2 separate regions of the Mus musculus genome follow, and region 1 is linked to region 2. The links are chromatin contacts, called in public capture Hi-C maps. All regions are on one chromosome and are shown on one strand. The core of a region is the stretch at or near the end of the contact, and the rest is flanking DNA. Distances in the headings are between cores, read along the strand shown. Region 1 has its middle 160 kb from the start of Gm12511. Region 2 overlaps Gm12506 (a long non-coding RNA gene).

Region 1 (5,124 bases), core at 1,307-3,806, 110 kb after region 2:
CATGCTGTGATTGGCAGGGAAAATATCACCAGAGTCTAGGCGAGAACCCAGAAATCTGAACTCCGTCCTCAGGGTGATGGTCGTGTTCCCAGAGCAATAACTAACAGAGCCTTCTCAGGTTTACCCAAGCACAGCTCTAACGAGATTCTCAGAGTTTCTTCTCTTTTCTCAGTAAAGGTCATCTTTGCATAAAAGACCTGGAAGCAAATATTCCAATGAAAGAAAAAACTCCCCCGTAAAAAGGAGTTCGTGCACAATCAAAACGGTTTAGAACCAAGACAGGACTGCTAGTTTTCAGTGCCGTACTTTTCTGGCATGTGCTATAATTAATACAGATGTTGAACATTATACATAATCTGCATATTAGTGACCCACTGCACAATTTATATGGTAATGTCATTAATTGCACATTACCTAGGTTGCTGAATGAACATTACATAGGTTTTTTTAATGGATGTAGTTATTATAATTGAAGTCAATTATATTGCTTCTTGTGCATATCAAGTCAGTAGTGTGTGGCTGGACCTTACAGGGTCCCTGCCAAAAGAAACAGGTGTTTGTTGTGAGGACAACTTATGGGTTGGAGCAAGGGTAAGGGAAAGGGTGAACCATGGCCAGAAATGACTGGCCTGGCTGAGCCCTCTGTAAGGGCTGGGATAGTGCTACAGAGGGCAAGGCGAATGGGCATTGTCTGCTCTGAGGCAGGATCTACTTGCCCTTTTGCTGTGGGCTTAGGAGAGGGTGCAGGCTGAGCTGAAAGCCAGCACCACCCACGCTGTAACAGAACACTTTTCTCCAGGCTGACCCAAAGCTAGATGGTGGTTGCATCACTTCCTCTGGTGTTGTGGAAGCCACATGACTCTGGCATCTGGTTTGCCAGGGATGAAAGGGAGCCCTGCCTGCCCACGATGCTGGCACACAAGACCCTGGGTCCTGTGTGTCTTCTTTTAATATTCCGTTTCCCTAGCAAATGGGGTAAAGTTGCTGTAGTAGCTACTGCTGTTGCTGATGCTGAAGTTGCCTAGTGCTCAAACTCTCTGGAAGGACAACCCAAAGAACAACCCGAAGGCTGGAGAATGAAGAGGAGTTAAGGCTGTGACTCTTCTTGGTAGTCAGCTCTCTGTCACTGTGACATAAATACCCAAAGTAGTCAACTTATAAAAGGGAAACGTTTGTTTTTGTTCCTGGTTTCAATCCCTGGTCTTGTTGGTCCAGAATTTGATAGTGTTGGAATAGCAGTACATCACTGTGGTCATAAATGGGCAGGTCTCAAATCTCTCCTTCAATGACCTCCTTTCCTTCCACAAGTTTCTATGTCCTCAGCATCCTATGATCTCCCAGTTGCAGCACAGAATGCGGACCAAGTATCAGATACATAGGTCTCTGGGGACATTCATTCCAAACTACAGCATCTTTTTGTTAGATAAGGACATCTGAATGCCATGCTCGCCTGCTGTGAGTGTTGCTACCTTCTTTAAACTTCATGAAAGAGCAGGCAGGGGTTTTTTGTTTTGTTTTGAATTGACAGAGACTCTAAAGAGATTGTTTTTTAAACCCAGTGATGTACCCTCAGACATGCACACATACATGAATGCACACACATGCACACAGCACTGGTATACATGACAGACAGGTCCTCTTAGCTAATGTGATGCTAAGATTCCAGAGAGCTTGGAAATTTACTCAGTAATACCCAAATAATACCCATACATATGCATGAATGTTCTCTGTGTTTGGTCTCTGTCTCTGTCTCTATCTGCCTCTGCCTCTGCCTCTGCCTCTGCCTCTGCCTCTGCCTCTGCCTCTGTCTCTGTCTCTGTCTCTGTCTCTGTCTCTGTCTCTGTCTCTGTCTCTGTCTCTGTCTCTGTCTCTGTCTCTTCTCACAGTGTTAGTGGAAGGTAAGATGAGATTTTGAACTCCATTTGATTGAGGCTGATTATCACATTCAGGTCATCTAGGCCACTGTGTCGCAGTTTTATGGCTTTATTTTGGAAGGTCACTCTGGAAGCTCAGGCTGAAATAAATGACAAAGGGCAAAGTTCACACACACACACACACACACACACACACACACACACACACACACCAGATTCAAGTGACTAGGAAAGAAGGAAAAAGAATGCTCTTTTACAAATTTTCCTTTTTTTCAATTTTTTATTGGATATTTTCTTCATCTACATTTCAAATGCTATCCCAAAAGTCCCCTATAACCCCCCCGCCCGCCCTGCTCCCCTACCCACCCACTCCCACTTCTTGGTCCTGGCATTCCCCTGTACTGGGGCATATAAAGTTTGCAAGACTAAGGGGCCCCTCTTCCCAATGATGGCCGAAAAGGGGGAGCCTGATTTTCCTGGGAACCTGTGATGTATGGACTAGCACGTCTTCTCTGCTTCTCTGTCCATTCACTCACCCACCACTCCTCTGCTAATGCCTGGCTGGCCAGGAATACACTTTCTATTTAGAAAGCAAAGGCAGCCAGCTTTGGGCCTGGGCCTGGAGACTGACTCACTGTTGTTGGGATGACACATTGCCTGCACACATTTCACAATTCTCTGAAACACCAGACTTATTTCTGTGAGTATGCAGAGGCCCACTTCACCATCCACCTAAGGCCACACACAAAGGCTGTGCTATTTTTCTTCCCTGGGGCCTAAATGGATGGCAGGACTTCCTATGCCTGAAACATCACCCTCGTTTGGAAGGAGAGAAACACCGGCCAAGAATTGCAACGTTTTTTAACCAGAGTCTGGCTAGCTTTCAATAGCTGCACGCCAAAGCTATACCAGACAGAGAAATGGCTATGAATGGGGTAGGGGTTGGACTGAGGCTTAAAAACAAGGCAGAAAAAAATACAGATAACAGAGAAGAAAAGAGAGGAGAGGAGAGGAGAGGAGAGGAGAGGAGAGGAGAGGAGAGGAGAGGAGAGGAGACAGAATGAGATAGTACATAGGAAGTAAAAGAGGAAATTTAAATAGAGAAAGGTTGCACAGAAATGATTGAAGAATTGGAGCAGAGGGCGAGAGTTCCAGGCTGTGATCATTTCTTCATGTGCCTTTCCCTCCATTTTTGGGTGAGCACTCTTAATCCCCATTACTAAGAAGCAAGAACAGGGGACCAGGAAGTTACAATCTAATGTCTCAGGTGGAAGGGAAGACATTTTTGTTTATTAAACAAACAAACAAACAAATATACATACATACAAGCAAACAACAACCTCATATTGTCGACCAGGCAGACCCAGCACTCACTAAGTAGCCCAGGCTGGTATGGTACTACTTATGGTAGTCTTCCTGCTTGACCTATTGATTTCTGGGATAACAAGTATGCGAAGCCAGCTCGCTCTACATCAGTGTGAGGGGCTTGGACAGTCTTCCACAGTCTTTCTGGAATCTGAAAGCCTAAAGGATACTCTTGTTGACCAGAGAGCTAGCTGGGAAGGCCGAGAATCTGGATGGCCAGTGACAGTGGCCTCTGAGGAGTTGTTTATGCACTTAGACATTAAGTGCCTAAGACTTGAAGGGCCGGCCCCATATTCAAAGCCCTGGATTCAGAACTATCTGGAAACTTCCTCCAGGGTAAACAAAAACAAGCACTTCAGCTCCCTTGCCAGGGCATCTCGCTCCAGAAAGGACGGGAAGGAAAGGAGAGTGATGCTGCTTGTTCCCCTGTGAAGGAAAGGTTACAACAACATTTTCTCTGGGCAGCTGTGAGGTCGGCAGGCAGACTTTTCTCTGGTAACCATCTCGATGTGTCTGTGTGGAAAGTACCTAAGAATGACTAAGCCCTGGCTGAGTTGATTCATTTGTCACTTCACTTGTGGGACTTTGGCCCTGTTCTAGAGGCCACAGAGTGTTTTCAGCACATCTGACCCAGGCCTCCATGTAGGGTGGCAGGTGAGAGAGAGCACAGACTTATAGGACTCTGTTTATAGGGAAGGACCCCAGGGAGGAGGGAGGGTTTGGGCTCACTGGAATCCTGTCAGGACTTCTAAGAAGTCTAAACTCCTAATCCCTGTCAGCAGAGGAGTCAGGAGTCTGTGCAAGTGGCCAGAGTTTGAACGGAAATGCTCATTCACGGAGCATCCAAGATAGGCTGGAAGTTTACTTAAAGTTGTCTCGTCCTTCCTCACGCTAATAGTGTGAGGCAAGTGTTGCTTTGCTTCCTCGTTGGAATGAAGCCTTCACAGGAAAAGAAGCCCAAAAGAGTTCACATCTCTAACTCAAGCTGGGGATGGGGTCAGGAGACTCTGGGGAGGCAGGGCTATCCACTAACACACAGGAGGGCCACAAAGAGATCAGCCTGATCAACGCAAGTGGAGTTATTCTTCTTAATAATCCAGTTCAAATGTAAACCCTTTTGTTGCAATTATATGCACAGGAAGAGGGACATATCACAGGTGTGTGGCTTGCTAGACTGTCACAAACCGAAGAGATCCCTGTAGTCACTGCCCAAACAGACACAGTTAGCATGTTTCCAAGATGACCGCCATCAGTTCTCAGTCTCTATGTACACATATCCCTTCCTCAAAGCAGTAGACTCTCTTTCTCTTCTTGATGCTGGACTGGCCTTACTGACTTCTCTAATGCAACACAATGTAGTGGAAGTGGTGCTTAAGCTAGGGCATAAGAAGATGGGATGCTACTTGGTGGGTTTCTTAGCAACTGTTTCCAGAAACACCTGGAGTCTACTAGCCCAGGGACTGCCTCATTAAAGGGCATGCACAGCCACGCTGTCCACAGTGTTGGTGGAGGCCAGCCTTCTGCAGATGACTGCTGAAGCACTGACTTTGTAAGGAGAGCTCTCTTGGACTATTGAGAGGCCTTGGTCAAAAACCACATGAAACACAAGAATTGCTTAGCCTAGCCCTGAGTCACAGATTCATGACAAACAATGAAATGACTGTTATGTTAAGACCCAAAATTTGGGCTAACTTATTAGACAGCATTATAACCACACATTTCAATGCATCATGGGGCACCTCAGTGATTCTTGCTAGCCATTGTGCCCTGTCCTGCAGTAAACATGCAGTTGGCTTCTCTGGTTCACTGTTATGTCTAGGACAGTTTTCTCTGATGTCACCCATAAAAGCACATTACCATTGTTCTCAGTGTGTAATACTGTGTG
Region 2 (4,910 bases), core at 1,897-4,396:
TTTTCTCCAATTACAAATGCCCCAAGTAGAGACACCACTGTTAATTTGCTTATGGGTCTCTATTTTTACCCTGCAGTGTCTATTTCTAGTTATATTATTATAATTATTTTATTATCTAAGTTTTAATGGGAACATGCAAGTTATGCAGATTTGTGGAGTACCACATGACTTTTCTCTCCCTCCCTCTCTCCTTCATCCCTCTCTCCATTCCTGGATCTCATTTAGCTCAGGTTGTCCTTGAACTTACTATGAGTCTGAGCATGACCTTGAGCTCTGGATCCTCTACCTCCCAAGTGATGAAATCATAGTCATGGACCACTATACCTGGCTGTTGTTTGCTTTTGAGACAAGATGTCTTTGTGTAGCTCAAGCTTAGTCTCAAACTTGTGATCCTTTTGCCTTAGACTCCTGAGTGCTGGGATTTATAGGTGTGTACCCCACACCTGACTCTACGTGATGTTACTGCATACACATGCACCATTGGGTAAACATGCCTATTTCTTCAAACTATTATCAGTTCTTTGTAGGGAAAGCATTTCTTTAACACATTCTTGCCAAGTACCTGTATGTGCCAAGCTGTATTCGGTGAAAGGAGATTGGCACAGGGCCCTAGCTTCCTCAAGTGTACACTTCTCGGGGAGAGACCAAAATGACACAGATGTGAAAAATAATCATGGGCGGGCTGGAGAGATGGCTCAGTGATTAAGAGCATTGACTGCTCTTCCTGAGGTCCCAAGTTCAGTTCTCCCAATCCTCATGACAGCTCACAACTGTCTGCAACTCCAGTTTTAGAAGACCTCAACTCCAATGCTTTATGGCAAATTGATGTCACCCATATTCCCCACATACACATCGTGGGCTATGACCATGTCATACAAAGATGGAATGGGAAGGAAGGTAAATAGGGAACTCACTGATCTATTTCCTGGAAGTCATTTGTACACAGGAGCTTATGAGCTGAGAGATAGAAGGTGAGGATAATTCAGGCCTTTAGAGGGATCTAAACCAGCGAAGACACATACATTAAGGCATGGGTGTGTCACACCCCAAGCCAGCTAGAGATCTGTATGGACCATGTATGAAGACCAAGCATGCTAGAGCAAGCATTTGCTTCCCCCCTCTGGGTTCTGCTCAGAGATGCTCAGACTCTCCTCTCTACCCTTCCACCCCCGTTTTAGCTCCCTGATTGGTTTTTCTCTATTCTTGGTCCTCTTCTTGTCACCCAGCTGCCAGCACGTCTGAAGTCTTTGTCATAGAAACAGTGTCTTTAGTTTGGTGGAGAAAAGGGAGAAAAAGGAGAGATTTAATCATTCACGAAGATGAAAACTCCAGGGACAGCTAGAAGAAGGGTTTACACAGGAGCCGGAGGTCACCTCAACTCTGCTTGGCCATCAGCTGGCTCTGTTCTTGTGCACGGCTCCTCCTTGTAGTCTACACCTCCATTAACAGTTGCAGGCGAGATCTTGTTTGTTGACCTGATCAAGTGTGTGGACAGCCCAGGCACAAGAGGACTTGCTATCATGAATGGTTGGGATCGTGGGGGTGGGTGGGAGCAGGTGGGGATTGATTAACTAAGCATAGATTAGTGTCCCATCTCTGTCCTGGGAAGAGGAATCAATACTAATCAAGCCTCATGTCTAAAAAAAAGGTTATTCTGCTGCTAAAGAAGGAGGGAGAATGCTGTACTGGCAGAACATAAAGCGATGTGCACCTTTAGACAGTTAACCTCCATATCTACTGTGTCTTCCCTCTCGCATCTTTCTTTTCTGTCCTGAATCCTTCCTAGTCTAGCCACATGTTCCTTTTTTTGGCCTGGATGGCACTTCCTCTTCCCACCCTTCAGCTCCTGAAAGACCCCCTTTCGGAAGCTCCCCTGGCTGTCCAGCCGAATGGCCCTCACCAATAACTTCTACTCCACCCCCTGCCTATTTCTTCATAGCATTACTATAATCTATACTTATCTTAGGTGTCTCTTAATTTACCTTCATTCTTTCCTACTGGTTTGTAAGCCTGTGGGGGGGTTGGAGACCGTGTCTAGCATGTCCCATGCTTTTTCTCCCTAGTGTGTCACACATAGTTTGCAACATGACAGATGCTCATCAAATATGTATGGAGTAAAGAATGAGTGGTTGGATGTTAGTGTTTCCCTTCTTTAGGGGTTGTAATAACTCCCTGGGTTGCATCCAAAGCCACATGCACCTTGTTTATTAGGTGAGTTTTATTTGGCAAATGTTCACTAAGTAACTGCCTTGTCACAGCCCCAGTAGTGAATGATCAGGGTAAATTTAGACCAGGGGGTTTTCAGCCCACAGACCTGGAGTCTCCAGAGATCAACCTGACTTCAGTTTGTTTCTTTCTGTCTTGAACAAGCCAGGGGAGAGCTCTTTCCGTGCTCTGTGTTCTTTTATAGCACACTTCCCTCCCGGGGGATGGGAGAACAGCGAGACTTGGAAGTGAGTGGCATGTGGCTTGGCTCTGGGACCTTCAGGGTCTTTGCCAATGTCACCTTGCCTTGTTGTTGCCAGTAGAATACTCAGCTCTCTGCTGGCTAGGATTCCAAGGCACATCCACTTTGGACTCTCCTCTCTCTCTCTCTCTCTCTCTCTCGCATGTCCTGTTGCTAGTCTTTCTTCCATTGTTATAGAGATGAATGTGTCTGCAGAGTGGGATAGCACCCAAGGCTTGCAAGTGCTAGGCAAGGGGTCTAGAAACTTCTGAACGCTACCTCATGCTCTGTATCATTATTTAGTAGTCAGATCTACAAGTCGATATGATATCCACAAGTGTCAGGATGTTCTAGCCCCAGGGTTAGACTCTGGGTTATGGTGTGAAGATCTCGTCTGAGGCTTCATCAGTGTTGATGTGAGCATAGTCAGGGGAGCAGGGACCCAGGTGAAAAAACCTCTACCTCACTGATTTCAGGTCTTCTCAGTTTATTGTTTATTTACAAGGTGGTGAGGGTCTGGCCTTCAGTGATAATTGTGTGTGTGAGGAACTGGCAGATCATCAACTGTAATTTTTTTTTCAATTAAAAAATTAAAATGTCCTTCAAAGGCCCAGAATTGAAAACACCAGGCATGGAACGCACTAAGCTTCTCACTTGGTCTGGACACAATGGCTAACTTCCTCTTTCCTTCTCCCCAGAGGCCCAGGGTGTTGGGCAACTGCAGGCCAGCCCATTTGACTCTTCCTCATTTGACTAGGCCTAGGGCCGAGAGAGAAGCCTTCTTCCAGGGCCTCCGTGTGAGGAAACTGTGTCCTGTCCTTGATTTCATCATTGTGTGAAGGAAAGGACTCCTCCAAGTATAGTATTGTTCTCTCTCTCTCTTTTTAAATAGTGAAAGGAATTGAACCTTAGGCCTCATGGAAGAGAGGCATGTGCTCTACCACTAAGCGATAGATCTAGCCCTTATCTCTGCTCTTTTGTATACCTCTGTCTGTTCTCGGTCGGTGTAGGCCTCATCTTGTGGTTCAAAATTCAAGAGGCTTTTTTTGTTTGTTTGTTTGTTTGTTTTTGTTTTGTTTTTAAGTCAGGGGCCCTGTTAAATGTCTGGTGAAGACTTGATTGCCTCACTAGCAAAAGGGAGTCCGTGAAGCCACGTGGATGCTTAGTAAATCTCTCTTTAAATCTTTCAAAGCTTTCTATTGTTGTTGAGTGTGTACTCATGCGTGTGGGTGTGAATGTACACATGCCCCGTGCTCATGTAAAGGTCAGAGACCAACTTTCCTTTTACTGTGGGTTCTGGGGATCAAACTCAGGCTGTCAGGCTTGACCTGTTAAGCCATCTCCCTCTCAACACTGCCTCTTGTTTTTTTTTTTTTAAAGGGAAGTATTAGGGCTTACACTTAGAGCCTGATGGATGTGATCTCTATCACTGAGGTACAGCCCCAGCCCCGTAATTATCCTACTAGGGGTGTTTGTTCCATCTCCAAACCTCTCTGAAATCTACATACTGAGGTATTGGTGGGGATGATGATAATGATGATGATGGTGATGACAATGACAGTTTCCTCCTTAGACTGAGCTGTACAGTCAAAGGCAACGAATGCTTTTTTTTTTTTTTACCTCAGCCCTGCCCTTGCCACTCCACTCAATTTTTGAGTACATACTTTGTTTCTTGAGTACACTGCAGACACCTCTCATTTTGCCTCAGGGTGGATGTGCAGCTTTGGACCTTTGGCTCCTGCCGCCATCTTTCTTTTGTTCCTGGCCTGCCATATTTCCCAGCATATCTAGGTTATTCCACCTTAGTCCTTGGCATTATTTGCATGCTTGCCTCGGACTCCAGCTTGTTGGTTTCTGGCAGAACTGATAGACTTCTCGAGTCTCCAGACTGCCTTCTGGCCTTCAGTCCCCGGCCTGGAGTGTTGAGTTGGCTCACCCTGGACTTGGATGTCTCTTGCGGCCCAAACTTGACCGTGTACTTAGTAGTTTGTTTGACCTGGCTAGGCCACACGAGGGGTACCTTGTTCCTCTGCGGATCCCTCTTCCTGAAAGCACAGAGTGATTGATCCCCCTCTCCCTCCTGACAGGTGTCCGGTATATGAGTTGCCTGGGCTTCAGCAGTAAAACAATTTTCTGTGCTATAAACACAGAGCTCACCTGCGAAGGTCAGTGTGCTCAGGGGTGTAGCTGGCAAACACAGCAGCCATTTACAATGGAGCACACCGGATCATAAATTATTTCACAGATAGCACTAGCCCCTTATTTACGGAGGAACTGGGGGAAGGGAAGACTACACACCTACTTCGTATGGTGAGAAAATGAAATTCTGTTTTTTACCCATGGACTTCCTATCATTCTCCCGATAAATTACTTCTTTCTTACCTGCCATTTAACATTGGTTTTTTTTTTTCCCTTTTGGTCGATAGGCCTACGCTGTTTCTTTCCTTCTCTTCCTTCCTTCCTT

The links. Capture Hi-C pulls out chosen DNA fragments and counts their contacts.
Region 1: a contact with region 2 is called in a capture Hi-C map of bone marrow-derived macrophages, with 3 times the contacts expected there. The contact joins two enhancer-like sites. A contact is called at or near these places in 1 of 15 datasets of contacts at CTCF or cohesin (the NIH/3T3 cell line), 1 of 484 Hi-C or Micro-C datasets (macrophages), 2 of 115 datasets of contacts at active chromatin or transcription factors (embryonic stem cells and microglia) and 1 of 9 other capture datasets (bone marrow-derived macrophages).

What each region holds. Positions count from the first base shown.
Region 1 is chr4:55,729,670-55,734,793 of GRCm38.p6, forward strand. No RefSeq gene overlaps it. Among named protein-coding and RNA genes, the nearest start is that of Gm12511, 160 kb to the left of the region's middle. Within about 2 kb of position 2,557, at least 131 of the 459 cell types and tissues checked have an H3K27ac peak or open chromatin away from gene starts, as enhancers often do. A contact at or near this core is called in bone marrow-derived macrophages and macrophages, where this site is marked.
Region 2 is chr4:55,620,380-55,625,289 of GRCm38.p6, forward strand. The region is part of intron 4 of Gm12506 (a long non-coding RNA gene); the gene reads left to right. Among named protein-coding and RNA genes, the nearest start is that of Gm12511, 51 kb to the left of the region's middle. Within about 2 kb of position 3,147, at least 77 of the 459 cell types and tissues checked have an H3K27ac peak or open chromatin away from gene starts, as enhancers often do. A contact at or near this core is called in bone marrow-derived macrophages and macrophages, where this site is marked.